Linked DNA regions of Mus musculus: region 2 is linked to region 1. Evidence: chromatin contacts called from public promoter capture Hi-C data. All regions are on one chromosome and are shown on one strand. The core of a region is the stretch at or near the end of the contact, and the rest is flanking DNA. Distances in the headings are between cores, read along the strand shown. Region 1 overlaps Prkag2 (protein kinase, AMP-activated, gamma 2 non-catalytic subunit). Region 2 overlaps Prkag2 (protein kinase, AMP-activated, gamma 2 non-catalytic subunit).

Region 1 (4,433 bases), core at 401-2,900:
AGGTTACATTTTGAGAGTGTCTGTTGTGGAGGGGCCTGATGCTGTTCTTGTGAACCAATCCCCTAATGAAAAAAGGAGCCAATCACTGGGTGAGTAGGCGGGTTGAAGTACGTGGTTGGCATGGTAACGACCTGCCAGTGGGAACCTAGCAAGCTGGGTGGAGAGATTGTGGAGTTCAGAGTCAGAGTCTCCATGAGATAAAAACAGGTCGGCCATTGCCTGCCAGTGCATAGCGGGTCAGGCCGCCGGAGCAGAGGCACAAGCTCTGGACCGTGCCAGTTCTATTTTTTTTAATATTTCCTGCAACAAGTATTTTCTGCCAGGCTCCTCCCACTCTTGTCCATGGAGGCTCTACACCCCACATAAGCAGTGTCTCTTGAGAAATGGACTGACATCTGCCGAGGCTGACATGCCTCAGAGGGAGGGCGCCTGCATCAGAGTCTCCCAGTGGGTTCCCAGAGCTATTCGGGAAGTATGGGACTTGTTAACATCAAGAAGACCAGAAATCCACGGAGTCTCCCATGACCCCCACCGATTTTAGTGGGTCCATTCATCCAAGGTTCTAATGAAAAGATTTCTGGATTAATGAAATTATTTTTGGTTGAACCGAAAAACAGCTGCAAAACCATAATTAGTGGCAGGGTCAAAACTGTAGCAAAATGTGTGTCCGTTTCCGCTATCAAACCAGTTTCCCTTTCTTGGACACAGTATGAAACTCAAAAACTATCTTAAAGATGAGTGGGCAGCCAGTGTTAAAGGCAAAGGCACCAGTGAGGGGACTCAGGTCAGCAGTCACGACGTGCTTGGCTTTAAGAACCGCGGGAGACTAGGGCCTAGATCTTAGTCTCCTGGCTGTCTTCTTAGGTCAGTGTCTCCCAACCTGAGCAGGAATCTGCACTGATGAGGGCCCAGCTCATGTGTTCACTGAGCACCCCCATCGGCAGAGCAACCCCAAAAGAAATGTGGTCAAATAAGGCTCACGGGCTGTAGGGACGGAGACAACGAGCTCCCATCAGAGTGCCCGAGTAAAGACCATCACAGATGTACACACGGCTCACTGGTAAAGCAATATTATCAGATATAGCTCCCCTGAGAGGAGACTGAAATTCTCCAAGACTTTCACTGGAAAGGTCAGGAATTATTACATCATGGAATAAACAACTTAATGTATTTTAAGTTTTCATTTGTTTTAAAATGCATTCTGAATGACAGGCTTAAAAACATGAAAAAAATACTTACAATTACATCAAACTTGGAATAAATATCTACAACTTTTCCTAAAAATGAAAACATATGTTAGAAAAACATTTTAGGAACAGTAATGAAAAAAAATCTATCTATCTACCTATCTACCTATCTACTTACCTATCTACCTATCTACCTAGCTACCTATCTATCTATCTATCTATCTATCTATCTATCTATCTATCTATCTATCTAATCTATCTCAGTCTTAACTAGGTAACTACTGTGGATAACAGTGTTCAGTAAAACAAACGGGCTTGTTTAGAAGTAAGCAGGAGAGGGTATTTTGATGTAAACTGAAAACGGAGCCTGCTTAAAGTTATTTTCCTGACTGATGACTACTGAGCCGCAGCCCAGCACTCGCTCCTCCTCCGCTGTCTGCTCGCTCACTTCCCACTCATCCAGGCCCAGGAGCAGGCGTGGCCTCACAGACCTGACTCATCCACCACAGGCAATGCGGATATCCGTCTCTCCACGAAGATGTTCAAGGCTTTGATGATGGGAGTGTCTGGGTGAATGAAGGCAATATTGTGGTACGTTCCGATTCCAAGCTCATCCAGGTTCTGCTTCATGAAGGCAGGCTTTGGCATGTCAGACATCTGAGCAAGAAGAGACGTGAGAATGTTCTAGAACCCTAGCATGACCTCTCAGTGTGCATACATCCAGATCTGAATGAAGAACTATGTTCAACAAATTAAAGGCAAGTCTTTCCTAACAGTTAGCTTGGTGTCTCATTGTCATGAAAGTGTTATCCATCAGAACTGTCTCTCTCAAACCAGCTAACCACACGTTGTCTTTGTATAAGAAGCGATTCTAGATATTCAGTTTCCCTTCTCTTTGAACCAAAACCGTAGGAAGATGAGATCGACAGGTTTGTCTGGGAAACTAAGACCTGAAAGCCAGCACTGAGTGACCCCTTTATTCTTAGGTGATTTCTATTCAGCCCTGGGATCTGAAGCGACAGGAAGCCCTGTGTGTTTGCAGATCCTAGGCCTGACTGGCTACGACTAAGCTGCTCCTTGTTCCCACCTCCAATGACCGCACGCTTCCCGGATGGACCCAATTTCTCACTATTAACAAAGAACAGGCCGGCTGAACAAAGCAGACAGACCTTTGAAAATGCACTTCCCTTTTCTTACTACCTCAGAGGAGGAGGGGTAAACTGCAGAAAGTCTAGGATCAGGCTGGACTACAACAGAAAAATGTCTATGGTTTCAAAGATCCACCTTTTATAAAGGGCAGAGTTGATGCCATCTTCCTGGTGTACCTTATAATTATCAGGAAAAGATGAACAATTAGAAGAAACAAAATGTTCAAGTCAAAGAGTTCATCAATATTCAAATCATGAGACTCCTAGAAATTTAGAGAAAAAAAAAGAGAGAGAGAGAGACCTATTAGGTCACCTAATCCATCTCACCACAGAAATCCCCGCTTCACTGCCTGCCTTTTGCATGCTGGGGAGGGTATCACTACCCTTCCCCAGAACGATCCTGGTCCAGTAAAAATCAGGCCATCGTGTTTGTTTATTTAAAAATATGTATTTTTTTTTCTATCTGAGAACTCCTGGCTGAATATTCTGGCTGCAAGTTTCTACCTGCCATATTTGCCCAAATTAAGGCAACTTCCTTCTCTTCAGATTAGATGAGTGACACCATGAATAAGTGCTAACAGCACCAGGGGACTTCGTTGCGTAAGGACACCTCATGCAAAGCCCCCAGCACAGTGCCTGCCAGTGGCCAGCTGTCACACATGGGCTCCAGAGGCTGAGCCACCAGCCTAGCAACCGTGGGCCTTGAGCACCTGCCCCTCTGCCTAAACCCTTGGTTCCTGAGATGTCTCAATAAAGAACGCTTCTACACTCCCCATTACCAACTGACGGACAATACTCCTTGCTCGCTCTTCTTTAGTTGCCTAGTAAATGCCACGGGCATTTCAGCAAATTATTCTTCTCCCAATTTAATCAGGAAATGCGATTTGTCTCTGGATGCTCAGTTAAACTATGCGATCAGCTGGACCACCCGCACACGTCTCAATCACTCAACCCTTGACACCTCTGTAAACCCCTGGCTCTGCAAGGCTGCCTCCAGAAGATCAACGTGGGCCCTCCTGGAGACTTGTATGCTTAGTTGGTTCCTGATGGGGAACTGCAGACAGGACCCTGGAAAAGCTCCTTGGAAGACGCTTTCAAGTGTTCCCTTTAGAAAGATCACTTCAAATGGCCTTTCTGAGCCATCAACACCTCTGCTGTGCCTCCTGGCTAATGACCACATTCCCGCTCCCCTGGAGCCTCCTCTAATACTACAGGCCACGGGAACACAAACCACAGAAGTCCACTACGGTGTATCTCTTGCTCACATCTGTTCTGCCTTGGGAGTCTCTGGCCGCTGCAGCTGAGAATGAGGTAACCCCAGGGATGGTGTTTTTCTGCTCATGTTTCTAAAACCATGACCTCAATAAACACACCACAAGCGACTTCTGCCCTAAAGCCTGGCTCCCTCCATGCATGCCATGGGCCTCAGTGAGACTGAGGTACAAACTGCTTACTCTCCCCACCCCCTGCACGAGCCTGACACATCGCCCGTCCTCAGGGGGCATGCCCTGGTTTTATTATTTTAATACTAGGACTAAAAGATTTAGGACGGAAAGCATTTGAGTTGGTGTCAGCTTGGAGAACACACCGTGCACACAGTAGTGAGTTGAGAAGCTGAACTGTTGCGAGACGGAGACCTTGGGACTAACGGCTTCCTCTACCGAGAGCACCAGGAGCCCGTTTACTTGATGTAAGTGACAGTCAACGTAACTGCATCTTTAGGGGCTACTTACAAAAAGCTGGAGGAACTTGAGGATTCTTTTGTGGGTAAGTATATAAAGTGCGTTCCCACTGATAGGGTCAATAACTGGCAATCTGTGGATTTTATTTTTGATCAACGAGTATACAGCATCGAAGAGGCTGCGGGAAAAGCCATTAGAGTCATTAGGAGGCTTTCAAGAAAAATCAGAAAACCTTTGGACCACCCCAGCTTTACAGTATTCTCACTGCTTTTACACCATAACAAGCGGTTCATTAGTTTAGAATAGTCACGGCAAAGCTTTACTCGGGAGCTCTCCATTCCTCTGCTGGCATATCTCAGATTCAGGGGACATGGATCTCCAGTAAGGCAGGGTTTTAACAGTGTGGCCAGGGATTT
Region 2 (4,087 bases), core at 1,052-3,551, 150 kb after region 1:
AGTAAAATCCTCATGTGTTTTGCAACAATGGTAGTCTCTGTGGTCTTTATGAGTGAGGGTCTTTTGATAAGCTATAACCGCGTGACCCACTTGATACCAACTCCTTCCTGAATGGCTTCTGACAATGTGGCCAGGATCTTATAACTGAGCCACCTCCATAGAAGATGTTCAAATCAACTCTCCTCCTACTTACAACAAAAATCAGTTAGATTCCTTGCCTCTTCAATTTAGCCACCATCCCATTTGCCTATGGGACTAAGGGTGACTTCTGAGAATAACTTTTAAGGAAAGAGGTTCTTTAGGTGGTAGGTGGACTGCCATGAAATAAGGAATGGGGAGCCAAGAGGCAGACCCTCACCTGCCGTAGGAACCACGCATACCAGAATGAGAGGATCCCCTAAAGCAACGATAAAATGAGCAAGGATTTGGACAGAGACGGGAGTATAAGTCCTGCACCAGCAATGTGGGTGGATGAGTGACCTGGGCCCCCTGCATCTGTCTCTTCTCTACACCATGAGGATGCTAGATTGCTTCATGGGCTGCAGAGATATTGGGCTATGTTATACACAGAAGGGATGTTTAACATGGGTCATGGCATACAGGTGGTCCTTCACATATGTCTGCCCAGCACCATCATTGTGCATTGAAGAGTTCTTGATAGAGAAGGGACTTGTAGTCTGGAAGAGAAGGAAGGCCGAGTTTCAGGAATGGCTCGGTTATGAGAGCTATACATGGTACCGGGACCTGATCCCTGACTGTGGGGGACCAACATGGCTCCAGAGCTAGGAAGGCACCAGCTGTCAGGTGTATGTGAGGTTCACCATTCTTCAGCTCAGGATGCCACCATGTTTGATGGCAAAAGGTGCTGGCTGGGAGCAGAAATCTCCTGAGTGCTCTGACCTCAAGGCCTGCAGCTTTAACCCAGACACTGCGCACCTCTAGTATCATTACAGAAATGTTCATGGGATCAAAGAGTCAAGGCAAGTTAGAGGCAGTCACCTTTAGAGTCCCTGAAGACTGGCCCACAGCACTCCTCTATGCCATATAGCTTGCTCTGATGAAGAGATGTCCCAGGCAAGTGCAAGAAGACAAAGGCAGACAGGGAAGCAGTGGCCCCAGAAGACCACAGACCAGGGGGGAAGCAGATGAAGGGATGCCAGGACAACAAGCCCACCTCTCACAGGACCCTAGATCAGGGAAGACCTGGAGTCTGGTGGGCAGGAAGGTGGGCAAGGTAGAGGAGGCATTCTGGAGTGGGACTGGAGAAGGAGCCAGGTCTCAGATACAGAGGGCTAACACACAGTTTACTCAGAAACTCATACAAAGAGTGGAGCTAAATGCCATAAAAGACCTGAATCTTTTTTGATTGGCAAGGAGCCCCTGAGACCCCACTGACTGAGAACCCATTCTATATTCAGAATTGCAGGCCCTAGGAGTTAGAAAAGGGAACCCCAGAAAACAGACCTTCTACTTTCTTCTCCTAAAAATAGCCAAAGAACATAGGATGCTGGGCCCTGCCTGAACTCTCCTACAGAGACCTGTCCCTGAAGATGGAACCCTTCCCTGCCTGTTTCCTGGATAAGGCTGGCAGGAAACAGCAGACCATGGGCGCCTTTAGAGCCACTAGGGATGCCTAGGCACCAGGCTATTAGGCTAGTCGAAGCAAACTGATACTCTGATCAACATAGCTGGATGACTCTCTCTCTGTGTATGGGTGAGCCTCCCTCCCAACTGTATGCCTGCTTCTTAGGAGCTAATGGAGAGTAGGCACTTGGGCCCTGGAAGGCAGAGTTTCCCAGAGGGAACATTCCATGTTTGTCAGGAAGCTGAGACTAGGGACAGCCCCTGCTCTGGTCTTATCTGAGCTTGTTTTTCCACAAAAGAGAAGAGGAGGCAGTGGGAGGAAGGAGCCCAGTGGGGGCTGGCTTCAGGACTGACCATGAGGGTTTGGCAAGACAGGGTATCCATGCTCTTGAAGATAGAAGCAGAGAACAGGGGTCAAAGGAGCCAGGAAGGCAGCTGGGAAATCCAAAAGCCGGGGACATAAGCGCCAGCCTTGGAATCCAGTGTTGAGTCCAGCGCCTCCGGCTGGAAGAGACAGAAGTGGGAGCTGCTGCACTAAGTTCCCAGGGCTCTGCTGTGGGCTCATCTCCAGAGGATCTGAGATCAGTTCTCAGCCAGCAGTGGGCAGAAATCAAGCCATGTCTGCAGCCTCTCCCAGGGGACACTCCCTGAGAGCAAGCGAGCGGTACGTGGGTGTTCCTCTTCTCGGAGTCTCAGTCCTGCTTGTGCTGACCGCCCTTCCTGCACCCTCTGCGCCTGCTCCTCGGTGATGTCATCTAATCCTTGATCCTTCTGGCAGGCACAACTCCTGGCCCTGGTTGGTATGTGAGAAGGCACGTTCAGAGAGAGACTGTCTTGTCTACGGCCACGTGGAGACGGCTAGGGATGGGAGGATTGTTGGTCAGGGATCGCAGAGTTGTTTGCTGGGCATCTGCAGGCCATTCCACAGACCCCTCTGATCAGCTCCTGCAGTGTGGCTGGCCAGCCCGAGGTGGCGAGCAACATTGACTCTCTTTGGTTAGTTCTGACTCATTAGCTATATACTAGAGTCACACCATCAGCTGACCAGAGTGCTAGGCAGAGACAGTTATTATGACAAAGAACTGGAGGACAGGAGACAGAGTGTGTAGAGAGGAGACACGGGAGTCCCATTTTCCTATCGATGATGTTCTCAGACAGCCCCTTAGGTAGTTAAGAGCACTGGGGTGTGGGATGTGTCCTGTTTAGGATACTCAGTCCCCCAAGCCTGAAGTTCAGGACATTAAGGGTACAGTGGGGACACACTCCATAGCACTGAGCAGCCTGTACTCAGGTCCAGCTCAGCTGCAAATCAGTCACGAGGGAGGGAGGCAGTGTTGTGCTTTCATCATGATGATGGAGTTTCGGCAGCTAAACACAGTACGTGCGAGTGTGCTACCTTAGGAAAAGCCGAGGAGCAGGGCTAGCGAAGAAGAACATCAGCCCCACGAGACGACGAGGCTGGCTTATATGTAAGCTGACTTAAGGAAACGTGTCTTGAACACTGAGTTCTCTGCTCAGCTCCACAGCCACCCATACCTGCACAAGCGGATGTGACTCGTGACCCTCACATGGACTGCCTCATTCATCCAATGTGGTTCCCGAGGACAGACCTCACTGCCCTGTCTGTCCTCTTCTGGTCTACCTGCTCCCTTGTTCACACCCTTCTGCCGTGAAAGCCCAGTAGCATCCCTAATCCACCTTGGGCCTCTTCCATCACATCCTCAGAAAGGGCCAGACATATGTAGAAATCTAACAGAAGGTCCCTCAGATGTTTCCACAAGTTCCATGTTGTGAAGAACGGAGCAAGGGCAGAGGCATGCCTTTCTAAGGCAAAAGAGACAATGTTGTAGATGCCTGTCACCTCCCTGTCTCCCTCTTGCTGTCACCCACACAAGAGGTTCCTGAGGGCTGAGAGACAGTGGCCCAGGAGCAGGTGCTCTATGGGTTGAGCACCAGGCTGCAATACCCATGGGAACTCCTAGCTCCTGACCCCAGCACCTCTTCCCATCACACAGAGCTGCTCAGGAGAGGCCCTGGCCCCAAGCTGCATCTAGAGATTGCTGATGTGGGAGAGGAGTGTGTTCTACGGTCCCTGGTCGTCTTTGTCGTCGTACTCTTCTTCTTCTTCTTTTTTTTTCTTTTTTCTTTTTTGGTTTTCTGAGACAGGGTTTCTCTGTGTAGCCCTGGCTGTCTTGGAACTCACTTTGTAGACCAGACTGGCCTCGAACTCAGAGATCCGCCTGCCTCTGCCTCCCGAGTGCTGGGATTAAAGGCGTGCGCCACCACTGCCCCGTGGTCCCTGGTCATCTATAGCATCTGATGCTGCTGTCACTGTATGAGCCACTCCTCCTGGTCACCGACCCTCCTGCACGAGGCACAGAGGATGGGTTGGGCTATTTCTGAGCAAATGCAGGAAGGTGAGATGACTTCCATTGTCTTTCCCTCTCAGCTGACTGTCAGTGCTCACTACAGCCTCTCTCTGGACTTCTGGGGCCACCAGGGA

What was found. Capture Hi-C pulls out chosen DNA fragments and counts their contacts.
Region 2: a promoter capture Hi-C map of adipose tissue shows a contact between it and region 1. The contact joins two enhancer-like sites. A contact is called at or near these places in 2 of 39 promoter capture datasets (embryonic stem cells and liver), 2 of 15 datasets of contacts at CTCF or cohesin (large pre-B cells and pro-B cells), 1 of 484 Hi-C or Micro-C datasets (Th2 cells), 1 of 115 datasets of contacts at active chromatin or transcription factors (embryonic stem cells) and 2 of 9 other capture datasets (adipose tissue and liver).

The regions. Positions count from the first base shown.
Region 1 is chr5:24,869,816-24,874,248 of GRCm38.p6, forward strand. Prkag2 (protein kinase, AMP-activated, gamma 2 non-catalytic subunit) reads right to left here. Exons shown (of 16, transcript NM_145401.2): 11 at 4,069-4,195; 12 at 1,679-1,844; 13 at 1,240-1,277. Among named protein-coding and RNA genes, the nearest start is that of Rheb, 30 kb to the left of the region's middle. Within about 2 kb of position 1,651, at least 69 of the 459 cell types and tissues checked have an H3K27ac peak or open chromatin away from gene starts, as enhancers often do. A contact at or near this core is called in adipose tissue, where this site is marked.
Region 2 is chr5:25,023,615-25,027,701 of GRCm38.p6, forward strand. The region is part of intron 2 of Prkag2 (protein kinase, AMP-activated, gamma 2 non-catalytic subunit); the gene reads right to left. Among named protein-coding and RNA genes, the nearest start is that of 1500035N22Rik, 40 kb to the left of the region's middle. Within about 2 kb of position 2,302, at least 65 of the 459 cell types and tissues checked have an H3K27ac peak or open chromatin away from gene starts, as enhancers often do. A contact at or near this core is called in adipose tissue, where this site is marked.